2 separate regions of the Mus musculus genome follow, and region 2 is linked to region 1. A link is a contact called in public HiChIP or PLAC-seq data. All regions are on one chromosome and are shown on one strand. Each heading gives the region's core, a stretch centred on a gene start, on an enhancer-like site or on the middle of the called end of the contact. The rest is flanking DNA. Distances are from core to core; before and after follow the strand shown.

Region 1 (5,878 bases), core at 3,099-5,598:
AAAGATTAAACAGGAGACAGCCATCAAAGCAAGTAGGTTTTGCTCTATGGAGGTGAGTTTAAATTGAGGCCATACCCATATGATGAGAAGAGACAGGTAGAGCCTGGTTCAAAGACCCTAAGCAGAAGGAAGACTCCAAAGTAGGAGCAAGAGCAGCCAGAATTAGGGACAAAAAGATGGTACCATGAATGAGGAGACAAGCAGAGAAACCAGGCTAGGGATGCTCGAAGGTGGTGGCCTGCATCTTGTGAGTTTAGATTTCATTCTGAATGCAGTAGGTACTCATAGCCTGTGGCTAAGACCCGATTTACCTTTGGGAACATGAGTCTGGCTAAAGGGTGATAGTCACATTGGAAGAAGAGGAGTGGGGAGTAGGAGAGAGCTTGGGAGAGAATGTAAGGCATGGTGGACCAGAGTTGGAAGAGCGGAAGAAGATGCAGAGAGAGAGGCGAGCATTCGGGACACACTGGGGGCCGAGGAAACAGGAGGGGCTATGGTTTAGTGGTGAGGTACGAGGAGAGGGATGACTCAAGTGTGACTCAATCTTAGCCTGAGCAGCTGAACGCATGCTGGTGTCATTTACAAAGATGAGAAGGCCCTCTCTGGGGTAGGAAGGCTGTGTGAGACATCGAAGCAGAGATGACAAATGGCCATAAGACAGGGCAAGCATGCCTGGAGTTCAGGGCTGATGTTTAGTCTAGAAATTCTTACTTGTAAGTCACAGACATCCAGATAGGGTGGGATGGGATGAGGTCACCCAGTTAAAGGACAGAGGGGATGGAGTACAAATGTCTCCGAATGTTGCAGAATGAAAGGGAGAAAAAAGGAGGAGGAGGAGGGGCAGATGAGGAAAAATGAAGAAACAGACCAGTATGGTGTCACAGAAGCCTGTAGGATTGCTGGTCACCTGCTGCCCAAAATGAGGACAGAGAGCTAACCTCGAGCTTTGAGTACTGCTTGATGAAGGCCTGAGGATGGCAGCCACCCACGTGCAAGAAAAGAGCCAGAGGAAGGTGCTCTGTGGGCCTCAGAAGACTTCCTGGTCAGGCCTTGCGGAGTCCATAAATACATTGATGGTCCCTGGCAGAGAGAAGCCATCATTTTCCAAGAGTTGGATATTGATTAGTTTATTTAGTTTTTGTTTTTTGTTTTTTTTTTTTGTTTTTTTTTTTTGTTTGTTTTTTTGAGACAGGATTTCTTGGGATAGCCTTGGCTGACCTAGAACTAGCTCTGTAGACCAGGCTGGCCTCCAAGTCACAGAGATCCACTTGCCTCCGTAGTGCTGGGATTAAAAGGTGTGTGCCAGTACCTCCTGGCAGATTTTTTTTCTTTCTTTTTTTCTTTTTTCTTTTTCTTTTTTTTTAGTTTAAATTTACAAACAAGACACATGTCTTAAGTGATGAGGTTGTCTTTGAATTGAAATGAAAATTTCAGAACACAGAATTAATCATTTGCAAGTAAACAGTTGCGTATGCCCCGCACTTTCGCGGCTCGGCAGTCATCTCGTCCGTTTATTCCAAAGCAGTTCTACCTTCCTGGAAGGAAGGCCTTCCTCCTTAGCAGGCCTTCTGTGTGGACATCCTTCTGTGCGATTTACTGGTTTATTTTGTATCAAGTGTTGGAGATCGGATTTATTTACATTGTAGACAAATGCCCCTGAACTGTCCCCAAGCCAACCTGCTTGGTGCTCCGCCCACAAGATGCCATCTTAGTGCCCCGCCCACTCCAAGATGCTTAGTGTCCACTTTAATATGTTTCATGAAAAATAGTGTGTTTTGAATTTTAAGTTTTTATTACACTTTAGTGTGTGTGTGTCCTTGTGCCACGGTGCACGTGGAGACCAGAGGATAGCTGGCTATCTCTTTCTGCGATGTGGGTCCTGGGGATCACACTCAGGCTGCCAGGCTGGGCAGTGGGCCCTTTTTACCTGATGAGCCATCTCACTAGCCTAAAGTTCATTTTTCAGATTTGAGGAGCAGTGAAGCAGATGAACTGGCCGTTTGTGGAAAGCACGGGGGGGGGGGGGGAACAAGCTAAACCAACCTGTGGTCCCGGGACAGTGGCTGCCTGGGAGGGGCTCTCCCGGAAGCTGGGAGGGGAGCGCCCGGGGCCGCGTGGGAGGCTGCAGATGAGCTGTCCCTTGACTTGGCTTGAGATAACTTGTGTATGCTCAAGTAAAGATGATTTCTCTGCTCATACACCTCGGATGTGTACACTTTTCTGTGCATCCTTTAGCTGAAAACAGAATTATTAAGGAGCCAGAAAGCCCGAGCTTCACTTCCAGCACGGAAGGCGACTAGCTGTTTGATTCTAGGCAAGTTGCTTAGCATTGCCAGCCCCCAGCCCTTCCTCTCCCGACCCACAGTGGTCTCTCCTATGTGTGCTGCTGAAGCCCAGCTGAAACTTACCCTGACCTTGGCAGAATCCGGAGCTGACATTTCTGCGGTCCGGCTTGTCACCAAGGCAGCTGTGAAGTTAACGACAGGGGGAACGGAAAGCTGGTGATAATTAGGCATTTGGATGTTCAAGCATTGTTGTTATTCTGGTTTAAAAAAAAAATCAATTAGCTGAATAAGAAAGTGCCGTTGAGACAACATTTAATTTTCTCCCAGTGTAGCTCCAGCTGGATAGATCAAGTCCAGAAGGTGAGAAGGTGTTTCTGGTATCACAGAACTTAAAGGAGACTTTTAGCTGACTAGGGGTTTTGAGAGAGTTTGCTTTGTTTTTTGCTTTTAATTTTAATTTTTTTATTACACTTTAGAATGTGTGTCCTTGTGCCTTGGCTAGGGATATATCTTGTTTGGTAGAGTGTTTGCCTGGCAAGGTTGAAGCCCTGGGTTCCATCTCCAACACTTATAAATCAAGCAAGGGTGTGGAATCCCCTGAGACCCCAGCTTTTGAGAGGGGGAGGGTTGGAAGTCGGAGATCATAGGGTTGGAAGTCGGAGATCATCCGTGGCCACATAAGGAGGTTGAGGGCAGCCTGGCCTACAGACCCCATTCTTTTGTTGTTTTTGTTTGTTTTGTTTTTGTGTGTGGTGGTGGGGTTGTAGAGACAGGGTTTCTCTGTGTAGCCCTGGCTGTCCTAGAACTCACTCTGTAAACCAGGCTAGCTTCAAACTCAGAGATCCATCTGCCTCTGCCTTCTGAGTGCTGGGATTAATGACCCCCAGCTCAGACCCTGTTTTAGAAACAAAATATCCAAATAAAAACAAGTTTCTGTGGGGGGGGGGGGGGGACCACGACGGGACAGGACGGACATTCACCCACTGGGTATATGTGGATGCCAGAGGTCTTACACTGGAATGGCTTCTTCAAGACCTTCTCTCCCTTTATTTTCTGATACTGAATCTCATTAAACCCGGAGCTTTGTTGCTTTAGTAAGACTGGCTTGCTGGCTCCCCTGGGGCTGTGCCTGCCTCTGCCCTCCCCACCCAACACTGGAGTGACAGAGCTCTCAGACCTTATGTGGAAGCCAGGGTTCCAAACTAATAGCCAACGCTTTCCCTACTGACCCATATCACGACACCCCAACCCCAAGTTTCCTGGGGGTGGGTAGGGGTGTGAGCACACAGGGCAAGCATTTATTCTCTGTGCTTTCTGTCATCTCGCCAATAGTGACTGCAAACTCTTCTCTTCCTTGTTGATAGTCACAAAAAACGTCTTGAGGAAGCCTGGGCTCATCCATCTGTCAGGAGTACCGGCTCGGGAATGAAGCTTTGATGGTCTGTAGAGCCAAGCAAAGGAAGCAACAGCACTTTGCTTGATCATTATTCAAACACTCGAATATAACCAAGCGGATGTTCTCATGAGGCTGTGCATCCATGTTCTCTGTGTGTGGATAACATAACAGCAACGGGAAATGTTCCACCCTGTGCCTGGCATGTAACAGGAACTCGACAAATATTAGTTGTTTCTAGTTGGGTGAAAAGGTGGTCTTTACAGCTATGAGAAGGGGCCAGGCCAGGTGAGGCAGCAGACCGTAGGTTTAATTGTGCCCTTCAGGGGGCCTTTGAGATTTCCCACAGCTAAGGACTCTTGACCATTCTGACTTCCAGGAGGCCTTTTAGCCTTCTCTGTGTGTGGGGGTGGGCTTTCTATCCTTGCCTGGGTTCTCAGAATCATAAATAGCCTCAGTAGAGGGAGTCCGGGGTTCTGAGTCTGCCTGTGCTAATGGATGGTCACCACACCCCCTGCCACCACAGCTGGTGACAAGGCCTTCAGCATAATGGAAGGCATTTGGGGATCTATTTTTTTCCTCTTCAGGCAGAGAGCATTACTCACCTAGGGCTGTGTGTCACAAGGAAAGAGAGCAGAAAACACAATAAACCCCGCTAAGGATGAGTCAAATTTCAATAGAGGCTCAGTTCCAAGGCAGGAGGCGGGCTGTTTCTTCTGCATTCCTGAGATTCAGATTGCAAGGAGTCCTGAACTCCCTGCTCCCTCTCCGCAGGAAGAATGCAATGGAACAACCGTGCTCCATTGTGCTATTTCTAGGTTAGAGAAACAGGGGAAAGATTGTGTGGAGAGCTGGTTTCTTAAAGTCCCGGAGGCTGGTTGGGGACCACCACGGGGAGCCAGGCCTTACCTTCCCAACCCCTTCCCCCACACCCCAGCTCTTTGTCCTTTTCTTTCTGTGGTGCCTTTCTGTGTTTTTTTTCAGCTGGCTGTAAGTCTGAGTGTGGGAAACAGCCCTGTTCTCCATCATTTCACTGTCTAAGGCCCTCCCTAGTAAGCAAACAGGGGGGGCAGGTCCCTTTCTCCAGGGTCAGAGGCCACCACTGGGCTCTGACCAACCTGAAAAGCTTTCTTCTTAAGGTGGCATGAGATTCCCCCCCCCCCCCCAGGAAGTGCCAAGAAACAATTTTATGATGACCTAGAGTCTAATTTTACACGTTCACATCCTTTCTTTTTTCAGTAAAAGGAAGAGGCGAAGGCAGGTGGCTCTCTGTGTATTCCAGGGTAGCCTGATCTACATAACAACCTACAATCCAACCAGGGCTACATAGTGAGTCTCAACCACCACCACCACCACCACCACCACCACCACCACCACCACCACCACCTCCAAACCAACACGGAAAGCTCTAAAGGAGGTTGGGGTTAAGTTCAATGTAGACAGACACTGTTAAATTCTCTCCAGATTAAGTTCAGAGATAGACAACGTATGCCATCACTGAATTAGCCCTTCTCTGTCTTCCACGAAGCTTCTTTTGAGCATCTCGACAGGCCATTGGGACAAACACCACAGAATATACACATTTTGACAGAAATGGCATACCTGAGGCCAGTGGTCCCTAAATTTGGATGGATACGACAGGCACGGGGAACTTGGGGTAATAAGTTCTTTCTGTATTGTAAGGAATTTCTCGGTTCCTAGGCGTTACATAGAAATCTCCCCAAGTGGCTCTGATGGCCACTGGCTTTGGAGCTATGACATAGGGCTATGGTTTGAAAGGAGGCGATCACATGCCAGCTACTATTTACTGGGCATTCGTTTGTTTATTTTTTTTTTAAAGATTTATTTATTGATTATATGTAAGTACACTGTAGCTGTCTTCAGACATTCCAGAAGAGGGAGTCAGATCTCGTTACGGATGGTTGTGAGCCACCATGTGGTTGCTGGGATTTGAACTCCGGACCTTCGGAAGAGCAGCCGGGTGCTCTTACCCACTGAGCCATCTCACCAGCCCTGTTTATTTTTTTTAACTGGCTGATTAAGAGCCTGTCTCACGAAAACAAAACAAAGGTTGCTAAATTTATGGTCTAGAGGCTCGTTGGTTAAATATGTGCCACACTTGTAGAAGACCAGAGTTTAACTCATAACAGCCTGTAAGTCCAGCTCCAAGGGATCTATCTCTCTCATACCTGATTCTAGC
Region 2 (6,060 bases), core at 330-2,829, 1.9 Mb after region 1:
CTTTTGACAAAGGTAGAAACCCCAGGTGATAAAATCCAACTTGGCTAACAGCCGTGCCCAGCCCAGGAGAGGCAGGTAGGGACAAGTACTAACTAGATTTCTAACTGGCTCTGCTACTTGCTGCCAAAGCCACAGTTTCCCTGGGGCCATCTCCCTTTCACTCTGGGTTGAAATAGCTGCCCTAAAAACGGTGACCTACCTGGCTGCTCTTACTGGCTTTGGCTCCTGGAGTCCCTCATGGCTGGACAAGCCCAGGTATAGCTGGATTGCCAAGCCCCAACTATCAGAACCCTGCCAGGGAATCACGATTGCTCCCTAATGTTTCACACCCCAGCTTGGGTAATAGGTGGGTCCTGGTTTTCTTTTATTTTCTACCCCTGGATTCAGTGTAGAAGGTGTTTCAGAGCTGATATCTCAGACTCTGGAGTTTAGTTTTCCTCCATAAAATGGAAAGTAACCACCCTATAGTTAAGCAAGGGACCGACCATGAGAACAAGGACCTGGCATTCTTTCTTGTCCCCCCCCCCAAAAAAAAAGAACCCTCCCCCTTGATGTGTTAGGGCTATTCTGGACTGGAATGAAGAATTGCCTTCATGGAAGAAGGTTCCAGGTGCCTAACACAAAACTCTAAGCATAGCTAAGATCCTGATCTGACAAAGATTTTTATTGGGCTTGTTTTGCCCCTTTGATTTTGAGTAGGATCAATTGACCTGGACTCTGAGATGCTGTTCTGCTGTGTGTTGCAGTCAAGTTTGAAGAATGCAGATCTGGGACTTCATTTGCTGTGATCTGTAAGGCCCCAGATATTCAGTTCCTGAGTCCTGAGCCTAGGAACAATAAGAAAACAACTAGGTGTATGATAGCTCTTCCTGGAGAAGGCTGGAAAACCAGGGTGTGGACTTGGAAAAGTCTCTGCCTCCCACCCCCGTGAGGCTTATGTTCTTTTCTGTGAAACAGTACTTCATGATGCTGGTATCTACCTCTGCTCAGTGCTGGGCATAATCAGTACTTATCGGCTGCTACTAACCTATCCAAGTCTGAAACTTATGAAAGGACACACAGAAAGGCTGGCTCACTTATGGGGTGGCTGAAATGCTATAAAGAGCTATATGAGCGGAAGCTTGTGTGCTCCAGTTCCTTCAAGAGCCCAAATCCTATCTGTTCATCGTGTTGGGTACATTCTTGACTGCCTTTCTCTGTACGTCCAATGTTGATCTCAAGAGAAATGGTTCCCCAGGGCTTCTGAGATGGTGATGTGGGATACAGGAGCATCTTTCCTGCAGGATGATTGGTTTGTGAAAGCTGTGACGTCACCTCTGTAGAGGTCCCTACTGTTTAGTTTATGTCAGGGGAGCCCAGGTGGAAGAGCTGGACTCTGCCTGAGCAGGGGAGGCTGTCTGCACACCCTCCCCTACTATGCTAGGTGGCAAGGTGGCCTTCTGGGTTCTGTGGGCCATAAATAAAGAAGCAGTTGGTTCTCGAAATTGGGAAATGATTAACTTGTCTTCTTTGATTCCTTCTGCCTTGTGTGAGGACGGTCAAGTAGCTGGGGTGGAGACTGCTTCCATTATTTCCAACATTGCCAAGGTAAACAGTGCAAGAAATTCTAGAGAGGCCCAGCTCTGTTCAGAGAGCATATGAGAGAGGGAGGGAGGGAGAGAGAAAGAGAGAGAGAGAGAGAGAGAGAGAGAGAGAGAGAACATGTGTGTCCCTCTGTAAACAGAGTAAAACATAAAAATGCACCCACTTCCTCTAACTTTTTCTTTGTTTTTTCTTTTTTTTTTAAGGTCTGAATTTCCTGTTGGTATTCACAAAGATGCTTTTTATTTTTAACTTCTTGTTTTCCCCACTTCCAACTCCGGCCCTGATCTGCCTCCTGACGTTTGGAACGGCCATCTTCCTGTGGCTGATCAACAGACCTCAGCCAGTTTTACCTCTCATTGACTTGGACAACCAGTCTGTGGGGATTGAGGTAATGACCTTCAGTTTGTCAGCCTTGACTGAGCACATACTGCAATTCAAACCCTGGTGGGGGTAACATATGAAGGGAAAGAACTGGGGAAGTGAACCTTCAGTCTGCAAATGTCTTTTTCTAGCAAATTTCCCTCGAAACACAATAAAACCAGTAGTATAAGGTGGTGGCCTAGATTGTGGGTTGCTAACTACTCCCCTTCCTATGCAGATGTAAACTAAGGATAGAGTTCCAACTCTTTAACTAGGTGAATTGTTTATAAGGAGCAGTTTTTGTATGTTCTATGAAACTACTTACTATTTAGAGAGACTTTGCTAGGAGGCCAGCTTCCTGGAGGCATCCAGCGTCTGAAGTGGCTGCTTTCTGCAGGTCTGAGTTTCAGCTAATATTCACTGGTCAGTACTGGTGGAAGCTGAACCGGGCACATTCCTCTGGCTTTCAGCAAGATGCCCAGTTTCCTCCTGACCAAGCATGCCTTCCCTGCATTTCCTTCCCTCCGCCTCCGCAAGCGGCAAGCACAACCCATTTTCATCCAGTTTCCTCTTCAGAGAAAAGAGCATCCTTGTCTCTGGCCAGTTGAGCCCTCCTACTCTGTCCACAACTTCCCTCACCTGTTCCATTTATAAGCCACCAGCCTTCAGCCTTCCTCTCAACTGACTGACACTTGTGTCCTGACCACTCCACCTTCCACATCCCCTTTCAACAATGCATCTTCCTGAAACCATCCTCAGTCATCTAGGCTCCTCCCCCTCTGCTTCTATTGTTTCCTTCCACCATGTTTTGATTCCCCTGAAGCACCGGACCCCCTGTAAGAGGCAGGCAGTAAATTGTGAAGGTTTTCTGGGCCACATGCACCTGGAGCTGGCCTCCACTTAATGCTGTTAGAGAGTGAAAGCACCAGCGACCTGTAAATAAATGATCAGAAGTGTGTTAATGAAACGTAATTCATAAAAAGCAGCAGCTTAACTCAGAGTTAGCCACCAACTCTGATTCTGCATAACTCACAGCTGGGAAGACATCTGCTTTTTTGCTAGTGAAGTGCTCAGTGGATTAAGATGCTTGCTCTGCGGGCTGGAGACCTGAGCTCAATTCCCAGAAGCTGTGGGAAGATGGAAGGGGAGAAGCAAGTGTCACAGAAGTGTCCTCAGCCACCCATGCATGTGCCATGGTATGCACACCTACACATTATTCCAACACAATAAATTACTGTAATTTAGGAATGCCTGTAAAGGCACAACACCCAGTTCTGACATCTGTGAAGTTCAAGTGTGGCAAGCTCTCTGGTTATGAGTTATAGTTCTCTCTTCACATACTTAGGAGTACACACACATACACGCACACATAGACATTCACACACATGTACTTGTATGAGTATGTACATGTATATTATAACATGACCATACCACAACTTTAGATTTAAGACATTGACTAGGGGTTGCTGACATAGCTCAGTGGGTAAAGGAGCTTACTCCATGAGCTCAATCCCCTGGGACCTGAATGAAAAAGAGAGGGGGGGGGGAGGAAGGAAGGAAGGAAGGAAGGAAGGAAGGAAGGAAGGAAGGAAGGAAGGAGCTGAGAGCAGCTGCTGCGGGGCTGCAGTTCCTAGCTCCCTAGAGCTAGGTTAGAGAGATAAGAGGCCTGGGAAAGGGGAGCTGGCCTGTCAGCAGGCCAGAGCTGAGTGTCCAGGTGGGAGCCTGGGGAGGGTGTAGAAGGAGCTGGAGAAACACACAGGGCAAGGAACTGTTAGAGCGAGCGGAGGGGAGGAGTAGCTGAGAAGGTGGACTCTAGAATTTGGGGTGAAATTTGATGGATGGCAGGAGTCAGCAGAAACAAATGATCCATACGTACCTTAGAATAGTCAAGTCAGCAGCTTGGTTCAGAGAGGCCAAGTTCCTTGGAAGGGAATTCCTATATACCAATCCTGGGTTCCAGCACCAGAGGAATGAAAAAAGGAATCAAAAGGAGGGGCATTACTGCTTCCTAGACATGGAGGAGGAGAAGGTTTATTGTAGACCGAAGGGAGAGCATAGCCAGAGGCAAAGACATCTGGGAGAGTCTAGAGGAAAAATTGACCCTGAGCTGGCTCACGTAAAGAGGTGGGGGAGGGGAGAGAAAGAGCTAGACCAAGAGGCCAGGAGGGTAAGGGGTAGATGAACATGGCCTGGTAACCAACATGGCTGAATTATATAGGGAAGGGCAGCTAGAAGAGCAACCTAGCTTCTGGGCTGGAGTTTAGGTTAGGGTGCAGGGCATGCAAGCCAAACCCTGTAACAGGTAGGGACTGACGGATGTTGGGAGAACACGGCTGCCAGGTCTGCTTTGATATGGTGGCTTTCAGCCATTTGTTCCAGGTTTGAGACCTACATGGTAGAAGAAGAGAACAGCCTCCAGGTTGCCTCCTGAACTCCACACGTGTGCTGTGGCGCACATACCAACACATACACACATGCATGCAATAAGTAAAGAAAAACATTGATTTTTTTTTTTAATTGAGCATGGAAGAAGGGGCTCATGGTGCTGTGCTCTGCCTTCCCTGAGGGAACTATCAACTATTGGAAGCTGCTGTGTGCGCGGGAATTCAGGATATTGAGTGATGTAGTCACTGGCAATTACCTACAAACCACTGGATTATTCTTCCCTCTCTCTCCTGTGCATTCAGGTCTCAGGGAAATTCCATTTCCTCCAACACCAAAAGGTAGTCCTGGAATGTAGAAGAAAAGGCAAGCATTCTTCAGGAACTTGTGAAGCCAGTTTCCCTCTAACAAAGGAGCCACTCACCCTTATCACTGGCAGGAGAACACTTGGCTGCCTGTGATACTTATTAGCACCTATTAGCATACCAAAGCCCAAGCAGGGCCTCCCGGATCCCTTACAGTGACAGGTGTCTTACCCCAGCTGCATGCTGCAGGCTAGGGTCCTAGCGCCTTTTACTCTAGACTCCCTCTGGCTCAAGGACTTCCTTCTGCCACTACTCCTTCTCCGTAGAAGTCTATTTTTTAAAAATTTTTTATTAGGTATTTTCCTCATTTACATTTCCAATGCTATCCCAAAACTCCCTCATACCCACCCCCCCAATCCCCTACCCACCCACTCCCCCTTTTTGGCCCTGGCATTCCCCTGTACTGGGGCATATAAAGTTTGTGTGTCCAATGGGCCTCTCTTTCCAGTGATGGCCGACTAGGTCATCTTTTGATACATATGCAGCTAGAGTCAAGAGCTCCGGGGTACTGGTTAGTTCATAATGTTGTTCCACCTATAGGGTTGCAGATCTCTTTAGCTCCTTGGGTGCTTTCTCTAGCTCCTCCATTGGGGGCCCTGTGATCCATCCAATAGCTGACTGTGAGCATCCACTTCTGTGTTTGCTAGGAAGTCTATTTTTATATGATCTGTCGGTCTGTCTGTCTGTCTGTCTGTCTCCAGGTCCATCCCTCCCTGCTCCTGCTCTGATCCACTCATAGCCAAGGTCTTGTCTGATGGCCATGGTCATCCATTTGTCTTCTGCTCTGGATGCTTCCAGATGCCTCTGGCTGTTTCTCTCTCTGTCTCTCTCTGTCTCTCTGTCTCTCTCTCTCTCTGTCTCTGTCTCTGACTCTGTCTCTGTCTCTCTCTCTCCAATTAAAAACAACCTTCCCCTTAACAAAGTGATGGAGAAGTCATGTCTTCAGTTTATATAGATTCTGAGCTTTAAAAAAAAAAAAGACATGAAAGGAGAAATTAGGGAAAGATGTGGGAATAGGAAAAGCCAGAGAGGGTAAGGGGATGGGTGTGGTCGGATCAAATTATATGCATGTACGAATGTTTCAATGAGCAAATTTAATTTTGAAAGTTGACTGAGGAAGATAATGTCCGGGTGATTTCAGAAGTCAGCAGTAGTAATATCTCAGCCCATGAAAGTTTCAGCGAGAGTGGAGAGAAACTCACACTGGATCTTGTGTTCTAGGGAGGAGCACGGAGGGGCGCTTTCCAGAAGAACAATGACCTAATCCTTTATTACTTCTCAGACGCCAAGACGTTGTATGAAAATTTCCAAAGAGGACTTGCTGTGTCTGGTAAGCCTGGTCACTTGGCCTTGTCTGGAAGAAACCCCA

What was found. HiChIP or PLAC-seq counts read pairs in DNA pulled down with a chosen protein or histone mark.
Region 2: a contact with region 1 is called in a FOXA1 HiChIP or PLAC-seq map of pancreatic cancer cells. The contact joins two enhancer-like sites. A contact is called at or near these places in 6 of 39 promoter capture datasets (the C10 cell line, the HPC-7 cell line, frontonasal cranial neural crest and 3 more) and 4 of 115 datasets of contacts at active chromatin or transcription factors (embryonic stem cells, epiblast stem cells, large pre-B cells and 1 more).

What each region holds. Positions count from the first base shown.
Region 1 is chr19:53,407,998-53,413,875 of GRCm38.p6, forward strand. No RefSeq gene overlaps it. Among named protein-coding and RNA genes, the nearest start is that of Smndc1, 20 kb to the left of the region's middle. RefSeq lists an enhancer at 3,038-5,472. Within about 2 kb of position 4,349, at least 140 of the 459 cell types and tissues checked have an H3K27ac peak or open chromatin away from gene starts, as enhancers often do. A contact at or near this core is called in pancreatic cancer cells, where this site is marked.
Region 2 is chr19:55,266,857-55,272,916 of GRCm38.p6, forward strand. It overlaps Acsl5 (acyl-CoA synthetase long-chain family member 5), which reads left to right. Exons shown (of 22, transcript NM_027976.2): 2 at 1,788-1,972; 3 at 5,913-6,021. The coding sequence starts at 1,817. It overlaps Gm31595 (a long non-coding RNA gene), which reads right to left. Exons shown (of 4, transcript XR_003952865.1): 3 at 2,270-4,673; 4 at 537-827. Among named protein-coding and RNA genes, the nearest start is that of Gm31595, 4.3 kb to the right of the region's middle. Within about 2 kb of position 1,580, at least 35 of the 459 cell types and tissues checked have an H3K27ac peak or open chromatin away from gene starts, as enhancers often do. A contact at or near this core is called in pancreatic cancer cells, where this site is marked.